Linked DNA regions of Mus musculus: region 1 is linked to region 2. Evidence: chromatin contacts called from public Hi-C data. All regions are on one chromosome and are shown on one strand. Each heading gives the region's core, a stretch centred on a gene start, on an enhancer-like site or on the middle of the called end of the contact. The rest is flanking DNA. Distances are from core to core; before and after follow the strand shown.

The links. Hi-C and Micro-C count contacts between places; a contact is called where the count stands out from the background.
Region 1: a Hi-C map of pre-B cells shows a contact between it and region 2, with 8 times the contacts expected there. The contact joins the promoter of H4c3 here to the promoter of Zfp322a in region 2. A contact is called at or near these places in 2 of 39 promoter capture datasets (liver and pre-B cells), 3 of 484 Hi-C or Micro-C datasets (CD4 T cells, pre-B cells and regulatory T cells), 1 of 115 datasets of contacts at active chromatin or transcription factors (memory CD8 T cells) and 3 of 9 other capture datasets (adipose tissue, liver and pancreatic islet).

What each region holds. Positions count from the first base shown.
Region 1 is chr13:23,695,803-23,701,480 of GRCm38.p6, reverse strand. H4c3 (H4 clustered histone 3) reads left to right here and starts at 3,023. Exons shown (of 1, transcript NM_178208.2): 1 at 3,023-3,397. The coding sequence starts at 3,032. The coding sequence ends at 3,343. H1f6 (H1.6 linker histone, cluster member) reads right to left here and starts at 5,670. Exons shown (of 1, transcript NM_010377.3): 1 at 4,936-5,670. The coding sequence starts at 5,615. The coding sequence ends at 4,986.
Region 2 is chr13:23,366,896-23,372,430 of GRCm38.p6, reverse strand. Zfp322a (zinc finger protein 322A) reads left to right here and starts at 3,223. Exons shown (of 5, transcript NM_001111107.2): 1 at 3,223-3,296; 2 at 4,226-4,311. The region is part of intron 3 of 4930586N03Rik (RIKEN cDNA 4930586N03 gene); the gene reads right to left.

The sequences.
Region 1 (5,678 bases), core at 1,774-4,273, 330 kb before region 2:
TGGAGGAATTAAGACTTAGAGTTCAAATCTCCCATCTTTGCTCACTTCTGGTTAAACAGTAACACAATGGTGTAGGGTAGAAGAAGGGTGACACCTGGTGGCTTACTTCAGTACATCACAGTTGGTTGCGGAGAGGCAAAGTGTAGGGTAAGGGCTGGTGGAAAGGGCCACTCTTGGGCAGAAAAGCACCAGATGTGCTAGGCACGCCCATAATGCGGGAGGCAACTGCACCAGAGTCCAACTCATTCTCAGCTACATAGTGAGCTGGAGACCAGCCTGGGCCGCATGAAACTTTCTTAAAAGAACAAATAACAAAAGTGTGTCTCTGTGTGTAGATGTTTTAAAAGAGAAAATACATGAAATGTATAGAAAACAGAATTCTGTACTAGGTGCTGGAAAGGCTGGTATGCCAAGGCAAGACTGAGTCCTCTGAACTTCGAAAAGTGCAGAGTGTAGAGAAGACAAAGCTCTAGGAGGCTCCTTCAAGAGGTGACTCATGCCTGCTGGGAGGTCCTCACTGGGAGCACTTCCTCTCAAGTGGTGCAGCACAGCTCTAGCGCAGCATCCCCTAGACACGCTTCAAAGAAGAATAGTGCAGGTACAGTGCAACATTTTCTCATAACGGTTACTTTTAAACCAATATCTTTAAAAACAAAACAAACAAACAAACAAAACCCTCTGATTCAATAATGGCTATGAAGCCATTCTGAAAAGCTCTAAGTACGAGAGGTGTATGGGCTGACTGATACCTGAAATTGCAAATCTTCCTCAACATTTTGGAGTATAACTTGTTTATTCTATGTTGACTAATCCCTCCTCTTTTACATACAGCACACCGATGCAGTGTTTCAGTGCTTGGGGTGTCATGAGTTTAGAAAGCAGGGGTGCTCTCATATATGCATTCGTTTACACATTAGGGACATCACCTGGCCATTTTCTGCCCAGCAAAGATTCTGATGGTTCAGGTCTGCTGTTTCTTATTAACTGCCCAAAGTGGAGAAAAAGAAAAATAGTCTTAGGAGGAAAATCTTCTCTACTCCACTCCCCATTTGTCAGAATAAAAATTTGCAGACCCAGTAACATTTTTTGTGCAATGAGTGTTTTCTAAAGTGGAATAGTTTTCTATATTGAGAATCATACCCAACGATTAACACATGCCAAGTAAGCATGTTACCACCCCTCCATCTCTTTGTAAAAATAACATTTTAGGTAGTTTTATTTAAATATTTAATTGATGCAAGGCTGTTCTCAATGTTAATTCCTCCAAAGAGTTCTATGAGGAACACATTTTATCATTGTTAGCTTTTACTTCAGTTATGAAAGTCACAGAGATTATTCAACTGGTTGTTTGAAATTGCTAGTTAGTAGTTAGAAAATGGCTATGCTGGATTTTAAAGATTTATTTATTTTATTTTATTTAAAGATTTATTTATCGTTATAAATAAGTACACTGTTGCTGTCTTCAGACACACCAGAAGAGGGCGTCAGAGCTCATTACGGATGGCTGTGAGCCCCATATCACCAGCTCCTATGCTGGGATTTTAATTCAGCTGATGAACCCTAGAATACTTATCTCCACCCCAAGAAAGCCAATTTTAGAACACTTGCTATTTCTTGGCAAACCTCAAAAGGAATTACCACAGCTACCTGGTAGCAGACCTCTGTTGTCTTCTGCAGTAAGAAGTAAATATGGTTAATTTAATTAATTTAATTTTTTCAAAATTAACCATAGACTTAGAAGTTTATCAGGAATATTTTGAAACTATTTTTTTCTGGATGTGGTCTTTGTAATTCATAGTTTTCTGGGGCCCCTGGTATAAAGTTTTTGTGGTGAACATATGTAACAAAAGACAGGAATTAAAGGTCTTCATTTTGGTCAGCAGGCTTTATTTTAAAAATTGTTACTAGCCATAATATTAATTCTATATTTTACTTTGTCTGTGTGAGTAGTTTGCCTGCATTCATGGGTGCCATTGAGATCAGAAAAGAGCATCAGTCTCCTGAAACTAGAGTTATGCATGTTTGTGAGCTACCATTTAGGCTCTGGGAACCAAATCTTGCCTTCTGGGGGAGTATCAAATGCTCTTAACTTCTGAGCCATCTCCTCTACATCATTGTTAAATTAAAATTTGGAATGCCAAAATCAACATTAAACCCGCATCGAGACTTACTGCTACTTACTCTTCTGCCTTTTTTTAAAAAGGGGGGCGGGGGTCGGATTAGCCTTGTTTTGACATCACTAATCATATCACAAGCTTCACCAGGACCTTGTAGACTTTGTAATGACCTTAATCAAGTATTAGCCCTGTACTGTAATTACCAGCTCTACAAAACACTTCTTCTCTTAAGGTGAGCAAGCCATGCTGTGATTAATAAGGGCTGGAAGGGAAACAAACTTGGAATCACAGCAGGTAGAGGATAACCGATAACCTAACTATTCTTTTGTAGACTTTCTCAGTTTTTATTAAAAAAGAGGATAGACGGAATCATTAGGTCTCTGACTCGAGATAGGGAATATGAAGTTTGCAGTTAGGGTGCTCAATTTGAGATGCCTTTTCAATGTTTATGTCTACCCAAACAAAACTGCCGGGAATAGATTAAACTTTACTGACATGGGACAGTCTTGGCATATTTTACCTCTGTTTTGGACATCTAACCTGAGTCCTCACAAAGAAACCATCAACTAATTTAATACAAGACAGAAATAAAAGCAAACGAGAAATGGGGATGTCTGCTTTGTGGAATGGCCCCAATAAGCCTTTCTTTCATGAGAAAGAATGGGGTCGGGGTGGGGAGGAGGGAATGAAGTTTTTCTGCAGGATTTAAATGTGGTCTTTAAGAGACACCGCATGCAAAGAATAGCTGGGGCTTGCTAGCCAATGAAAACATTCAGATTCCAATGACGCATCCTTTTTTCTCCACCCCCTTCCAAGACCCGGATTCGGAAACCCCGCCTAACGCTCTAGTTTTCAACCAGGTCCGCAGAAGGCCTATTTAAAGGGACGATTGCTGTCTCCCTGCTGTCATAACCATGTCTGGACGTGGTAAGGGTGGTAAAGGCCTTGGGAAAGGCGGCGCTAAGCGCCACCGTAAGGTTCTCCGTGATAACATCCAGGGCATTACCAAGCCCGCCATCCGCCGCCTGGCCCGGCGCGGGGGAGTGAAGCGCATCTCCGGCCTCATCTACGAGGAGACCCGCGGTGTGCTGAAGGTGTTCCTGGAGAACGTGATCCGCGACGCCGTCACCTACACGGAGCACGCCAAGCGCAAGACCGTCACCGCCATGGACGTGGTCTACGCGCTCAAGCGCCAGGGCCGCACTCTCTACGGATTCGGCGGTTAATCGACTAACAAACGATTTCCACTGTCAACAAAAGGCCCTTTTCAGGGCCACCCACAAATTCCTAGGAGTTGTTCACTTACCGAAGCTTTAATCGAGCCTGCTAGGTAGTTTAAGTGTTATTCTGTCCTATACTTATGTGGTGGGTAGTAATTATGCCATGCAGCCGAATATACCCTGTAGGTTTAACTGGGTAATATAACAAGCCCATAATTTTGAACTGTCAGAAGTTAATACTGAACGAACTGTTTTAGAATTATTTGAAGGTTTTCCACTGATCGTGTCACTTCTCAATCCACTTTTGATACCGGTCATTTAAGAGCTTATTCCCTTCTGGAGCCATCTAGAAGCTCAGGAGAGAGCAGGAACCATTGTATCTAAGCAAGGCAAAGGCTGATTACTACAGAAACTGAAGACGCTTAGCTGTTATTAATTGTATACCATTAATAAGGCCTAAGTACACATAATCTATATTAGGGACCACCTAATGGTATGTTTATATACAGTTTAGTTGTGCAGTGGCTTGATAATTTAAATTCTTGTGGGTGTGCCATGTTTGCCATCTGCCACAAGAGGGCGGCGTTATTTCCAGGAAGTTGGAGTCAGAAGCTGTTGTGAGCCAGCTGTTGTGTATTCTGATATACAAACTTCTTTTAAAGCATTAAGTGTTCTTGACTGAACAATCTCTCAAGCCACCTTACTATGATCTTTTGTCATTCCTCATACCAATGCCTAAAATAGTTTAATGTGAATTTAATATTTGTGGCACTCCATAAAACTTGATCACTTTAAAAGATGAGTTATTTTTGTTTTTTGTTTGTTTTGTTTATGTTCTTCAGCCCAGACTTCCCCAGTGCTTTTTTTTGTTATGTTGGGGCATTGAACTCAAACCCTAACATTTTCATAAAGAAGTCCTTAATTTTTAATATGGTTTTTGTCATTCTCCTGAAGCCTACATGCTATTCTCATAAAATACATAAAACATTTCAAAAATAACTGTTAGATCAATAGTATTGAACTATTTTCTAAAAGTAGAACAAAATTAGATCTTTGTTGACACATCGCACAACTGCAAAAACTTTAGGGTTTTGTTGTTGTTGTTGTTGTTGTTGTTGTTCTGTTTTTTTGCTAACTGCTTGCTTTATTTTTTTATCCATCACTGAGGAAATCCTAAAAATACAACTCAAGAAAAATAAATATAACCTCTAGCTTAAGCACTGAATATCTGGGTTCATAGTGGTCCTTTGAAAGCCTGGATGCCAGTTACTGCTGTTTGAAAGAGTAAGTTCAGTATTTTTTCAGAGTGGAAGCTCCTACTGGCGTTATCTCTATCTCCTTTGATATGAGGGTGTTTCTAGAATGAAATACATCCATTGTGTATTTCAATGGTGACTTTTATTCTAGAATAAAAGACATTGTGTGTTTCAATGGTGACCTTTATTCTGGCGTAAAGCCACAAATACACAACCAAATTTGGAAATATTCTACACATAGGGACCCTAGGATTCTACTCTAGGGTTTCAACGACAGGTCGACCTGAAGTAACTGCCCACCTTAACTTTGGTTCAAAGTGTTTGGCCATTTTAAGAAGTATGTAAGTGGCTCTTAAAAGAGCCTTTGGGTTTTTGAAAACTGGCTTTGAAACTCACTTCCTCCCTGCTGCCTTCCTCAGATCGGTCTTCTGCATGACCATTTTTGCCTTCCCAGAATTGGGGTTTGCTGCCCTGGCTTTGGCGGGGCTTTTACGTTGCTGCACGCCCTTGGCCCCTTTGGTCTTCCTTCCGCTCCCAGAAGCTTTTGTGGGCGTAGCCTTTGGCTTCTTGACAGCCTTGGTCTTGCTACTCTTGGGAGATCTCGAGGCCCGGGGCAAGCCCATCTTCTTAGCCTTGGCAGAAGCAGATTTCTTGCCCTTGCCCTTGTCGTTCCCAGAAGCCGCCTTCTTACTGAGCTTGAAGGAGCCTGAGGCGCCAGTGCCCTTGGTCTGCACCAGGACTCCTTTATTCACAAGTCTCTTGAGGGCCAGCTTGATACGGCTGTTGTTCTTCTCCACGTCGTAACCAGCCGCAGCCAGGGCTTTCTTCAGGGCAGCAAGGGACATTCCTGCCCGTTCCTGCGATGTGGAAAGGGCCTCAGGAATCAGCTTGGAAACTGAGAAACCCCGAGGTTTGCGAGCAGGGGCCAGGCCAGGCTTTTTCCCTCGCCTTTTAGATGAAGGTTTCTCCTCCACAGGAGCTGGAACAAGGGTACTTGAGGCCGCAGGAGCCGTTTCCGACATGGTCAAGAGCTGGACAAGAACTACACCAAGTGAAAACTAAAGGAGAGCCAACAGTGATGGGGT
Region 2 (5,535 bases), core at 1,974-4,473:
GGGCTAACAAATATATATCTTCTTTTACCCATGCTTAACCTGAGATCTTTCCTGCCAAGTCTTTGGTGGTCAACTGCTTAAAAACCTTTATCCACAGCCAGTTTGGTTTGGTTTGAGACAGGGTCTTATTATTATTAGCCCTGTTGTTTTGGAGTTCTCTATGTAGGCCAGACTGTTCTTAAACTCATAGAGTTTTGCTTGCCTCCAGCTTCCAAGTGCTACGCTTAAGTGTGTGTGCCTTTATGCCTGGCTTCAATTTTTATTTTAAAGGTAGAAGTTGACTTTTACAATTTTCTACTTGTAGTACTTGGCTATATTATACAGTAGAATGTAATGTTCATTTACTTTAAAATTAAGTGGGACCTGCAAATTAATTGTTCACCAAATTAATTTGATACTTGTGCACTATTGTTCTGTGTGTCAGTGGAAAACCTCAGATGCTTCAGCAACTTAGAAAACAAAGAGAAACAGGGTTGATAAGGTGCCTGGAACACAAGTGTCTATACCATATAAACATGGCTCACAGTATATACCATCCAAACATCACCCAGGAGTCTACTTCACCTGATCTCTTTGTAGTATCTGACCCTGCCAGCAAAAGTCAATTTTACTTATTATCTTTGTCTCAGCATCTAAAACTGAAAACACAAAGAAAAAAAAACTTTAAAAAATGTTTGAACTTCAGATATAACTAGGCTGCTGCAGTATGCTTGAAATTTCGGGGTTAATTCTCTTTTAAAGCATTTACTTTGTGTACATATGTGGTGTGTGGGTGGGGTGGTACAAACATGCTACCATACAAGTGTGGAGGTCAGAAGACAGCATGGGAAGTCAGTTCTTCTGCCTCCTAAGTACTGAGCATCAAACTTGGGTTTTCAGCCTAGGCAACAGGCATCTTTATCCACAGAGGCACCTTCCTTCTGGCCTGTACTTCTCATTTCTTTCAAGATGAAGTTTGCTTCTTTGAAATAACTGTGGCTTGTTTCCATCCCACTTCATTTTCATCTTATTTATACTTATAATCTTTTACGTCACGCCTAACTGTCTATTCTTCTCTGAACTTCTTGCAGAATGCAAGCCAAGTGCCCCCATCTCTGTGCTCCCACACCATCTTTTACAACGAAACGGCTGACATCTGCAGTTCATCCTAGAATGTGAGCATGAGACTAGCCAGCTCAGGGCTGAGATGGCCTGTGTATTTGTATTGTATTGTAATGCCAGATGACGTAGAGAATAGCAACGAATGTTCAGAAACTGAGTGCACTAAGTACTCTGCTTGGGCCAATATTTTGACTAAAGTGGCTCAGCACTTATCACACCTTCGTAATGTGCTGTCCAGCACTTCCCCACAATACTCTGAGGTAGCCATAAGTATGGCGGCGGCTCCAGTAATTGATTCTGGTTCAAATCAGCTTCCCGTTATTAAATGTATAAGTCGGCAAGTTAATCTTCCGGTTTACAGTGGCTGTTAAGAGTCTATGCATGGACCTTGGTAGCTCTACCAAGCTAGGCTCAGCTACCTGTCTTCAATTTGTCAAAAAGACAAGCAAGACAAAGCAGTGAAAGCGGTTTACTCAATATGGTCACACTAGGAAGAGGAGTAAGTAAAGGGGTTCAACCACTAACACGACGTTCAGAATATTTTAAAGGTCATGAGATGTGCATAAGTAAGGAGTCCTGGTAGCTACAATCATAAGTAGCCCCACTCATCACAGTCAGGACTGTGTGAAATCCTGCCCTAACTCTCCCACTGGCCAAGGCCCTAGTCCTTTCCTTGTTCTCAGCAGAAGACTCCTATCACAATTCCAATCCTTTGAGTCCATTGTCTCAACACTCTTATAGCTGAAGGGGATGGCATAAACACATACTCTCCTGCAATAACATGTGTACATTTCTTCCTAATATAGCCATACACAGCTCATTCTATAGTGTGATTCGAATTGTGTTTGGTACATCTTACACTAAAAACAGTTAATAAAAAGTTATTTAAATATTAAAATTAGGGCTAGAGAGATGGCTCAGCATTTAAGACCACTTGCTCTTGCTGATGACCCTGGTTCATTTTCCAGCCAGCACTCACATGGTAGCTCATAAACCATGCATTATTCCAGTTCCAGGGGATCTGACATCCTCCTAGAGTGCGCGCGCACACACCACGTGCACATATATGCTGATAAAACACCCATACATAGAAAATAAGTCTAAGAAAAAAAACTTAAATATTTGAATGACACTGGTGGGATTTTTTGTCTTAAAATTTTAATTTAAAATAAGCTGCAGAAATTCTGCAAATTCTGAAAACAGGAATTAGTGAATTCAGAATACATAATTGCCATCCTCAGACCCTAACTCTAGAATTTAACAGCCAATCCAAGTTCTTCTCCAGACCAGAGAATTCTAGTACTCACTTCCCATGTGAGGGTTTTTGTTATATACATGTGTGTATGTGTATAGTATATATATATGTGTGTGTGTGTGTGTGTGTGTGTGTGTGTGTGTATTATATACTTATTATTGTGTATGCCTGTCAGAAGACAACTTTTACGGTTAGTTCTCTCTTTCCGCTTTTGACATTGGTCTCAGAGATCAAATTCAGGTCGCGAGGTTTTATTTAGCAAGAAGCACTCTTTGCTCCTCACTCTCGACAGAAGCCATCTCGCCAGCCTACATACATTTTTTTTTTCAAGTAGGGAAAATATTGACTGTTCTTTTTTGTTTTTTGTTTTTTTTTCTGAATCTGTCTTCAGCCTAGAATCGCAATCAGAAAGGACAGAAATCCTTTCAACACGGTTTCCCCGCAGCTTTCTCCAGCAATAAGGCCACGCCGCCGCTGCCTATTCAAAGCTTCTCATAGTTTGCTGGCATGAGTGACAGCACCAAAGAGCCTTTGTAATTCTCCACTTCTCCGGCTTTTCAAGGTATTTAAAACCGAGTCCGCTGCATCTATCCTTGAGACACTACTCCTAACTCTTGATTTGAACAGCCGTGGAGAAAGAAAACAGAAGTTCAGAGCCGCAGTACCGGGCGCAGGGCACGGTTTCAATTCAGTGGGTACCGGAGCTGCTGCAGTCCCAAATTCCAGGAGCTGAAAAGGTAGTTGTCGGACGCGAAAGAGCCAGGGCGCAGGCGCGCTCAGGTTCCGCCCATTTCGGGAGGTCCGGTGCTTATTGGCCCGGAATCCCGGTGCAGCCCTATGAGGGGTAGTTACGTGCCTCGGGGCGTGGCTACGCCTCCCTGTCCTTGCTGGTGAGAGCGGTTTGTCTTGGCCTTGTGGTGTGCGGGGACCGCTTCTCCAGGTTGGTATCCGGCGGTTGGCTTGCCGACCTCTCAGCATCTCGGCCCACTCTCCTTCCCTAGGAGACCGTGGGACCGAATCGGCCATCGCCGAGTGCTCGGCCCCGGAAGCTCCGGCTTGAGGGTCCAGTCACCGGAAGTGCCGCCCTGGGCGGCGGAGTAAGCGTTCAGCGGGTCCTCGAGGTCCTTGGCCGTGAGAGGGGTCCGGGCCAGGCGCGGCGCCCTTCTTGTCGCTGTCAACGAAAAGTTGGGAGGAGAAACCTGTGAGACTGTCCTGGAGGTAGTAATGGAGCCAGGCTCGAATGCAGTCTGGAGCCTTCCTGAATGTCTAGACAACCATGGGCACTGGGGGGACCCTCCCCCAGCCTTAAGGGCGGAGATTAGTTGAGTTCCCCGGAATCTGCAGAATCTGTTTGCTCAAAGCATTCCATAGTCATTTATTTTTAGCAGCCTTGGTCCTGTGTAACATTGCATTCATGAATCGTATTCCTACAGGTTTTAGTGCACGAGGAATGAATCCTTGATCTCAGAAGTTGAAATAATAATGCGCCTATCAGTCACCTGAGCGTTTGAGGTAGAGGTAGGAGGATAGGGAATTAAAAGCCAGTTTAAGCTGCCTAGCGATTTTGAAGCTAGCCTAAGCTACGTGAGACTCTCCCCGTCTTAACAGCAAGAAAAACAAGGCCCAGGGCTTTGTTCTGAACTTAAAAATCTCTCAGCTAGAAGAATTCTTGTTATTTTGTGTAGAGCAGGTCAGAAAGAAACGGCTTCTTGAAGGAGGAACGGAAACATTAGAATGAGCAAAATTTTGCTGAAGGATGATGTCAGGATTGGAGAGTGCATGGGACATTATTTAAATGGCCTACTGTTAAAAGGAAAAATGTAAGCTTTGCAGTCATGCTCATTCAACATTGCTGCTTTTTTCCTCTAGGAGAGGGAAGAATTAAATATTATGAGTACTTCTGGATTAGAGACCTTGTGGATCTGAAAAAAATAAATCGTTGGGTTCTTGTTAAGGTAAGTGGCATACATCTGTTTCTATATAAATGTGAATTTTGGAGTAGGGATGGGACAAGAAAGAAGGTAAAACATACTTGGGAAAAGGAAAAGGGTCTTTCTGGTGACTAACATAGTGGCCCTTTGATAACCTTTCAGTACACCTATTTTTCTAACAGGCATACACAGCAGATTTGCAACAATTGTCCTTCTTTTGATTTACCATACAAAGAAGGCAGTGTGCCCAATGCTCAGACAGGCTCTAGGATGGATATTTAAACCTGGCTCTGTTACTTAACTGCCTGTGAGTTCTTGTGTAATTAGGTAACTGTCATAGCAACAGGTTTTCTATCAGTAAGATGGTGGTAATATTTGATTTTACAGTGTTCTTGGGAGGATTAAATGTCCATAATCCATGTAATCAATGAAAATTGAGGCAACCCCTGGTCTGAGGCTGTACAGCAAGTATGGTTTTTAAGACAATACGTTAAATACTTACTGTTTGATCATCCCATATATCCTTTAACCGAAAAGAATCTTGAGCTCTGAAGTTTTGTTGCTTAGCCTGTCTATTTGAACTTTTGTCTGCTCTTCGCTTATGAAATGGAGTCTGGTGTTGCTCGTGAAAAAAACAAAACAAAACAAAAACCAGAAGTCCTCCCTTCCTAGGAGGGGTAAAGGAAGCATGTTAGAGACAGTAGCCTGGAGTAAGGATTTGGAGGATGGGTTTGTGTTTGCCAGATGCACATTGGAGACCCAAGGATAATGATACTCCTTTTTCAGTCTGAGACTTGGCTACTTGTTGTTTTTTTAATTGTTTAACAGATGCATTCTAAATGTTACAGATATTGCAGTAACCAAAAGACAAAACCCTAACCATAGTAGATGTTATGCTCTAGTAGGAGAGACAGACAAGGGAACGTACATAAAGTACATCTCTTAATGTTGGATAGTGATGCTGTAAGGTGGTGTGAAGGGCCATGAAGGTGTGTTGCTTTTTTAGGTAGTAAGTTTCAGGCTACTTAAATCGGATAATGGAGAAAGCTACATTGAGGAACAGTGGTTCCTCTACCTAAAGTAGAGGATTTTCTACCTAAAGTAGAAAAACAACATATTTTGAGGTGCCTGAGAGGATGAAAATGGCAAACATTCCATAGTATGGAGGGCAGTAAAACTTTGGATTTTATTGTAAATGTGTGGGAAGTATCATATTCTGTTTTGAAGACTGACAGCCAGATCATATTT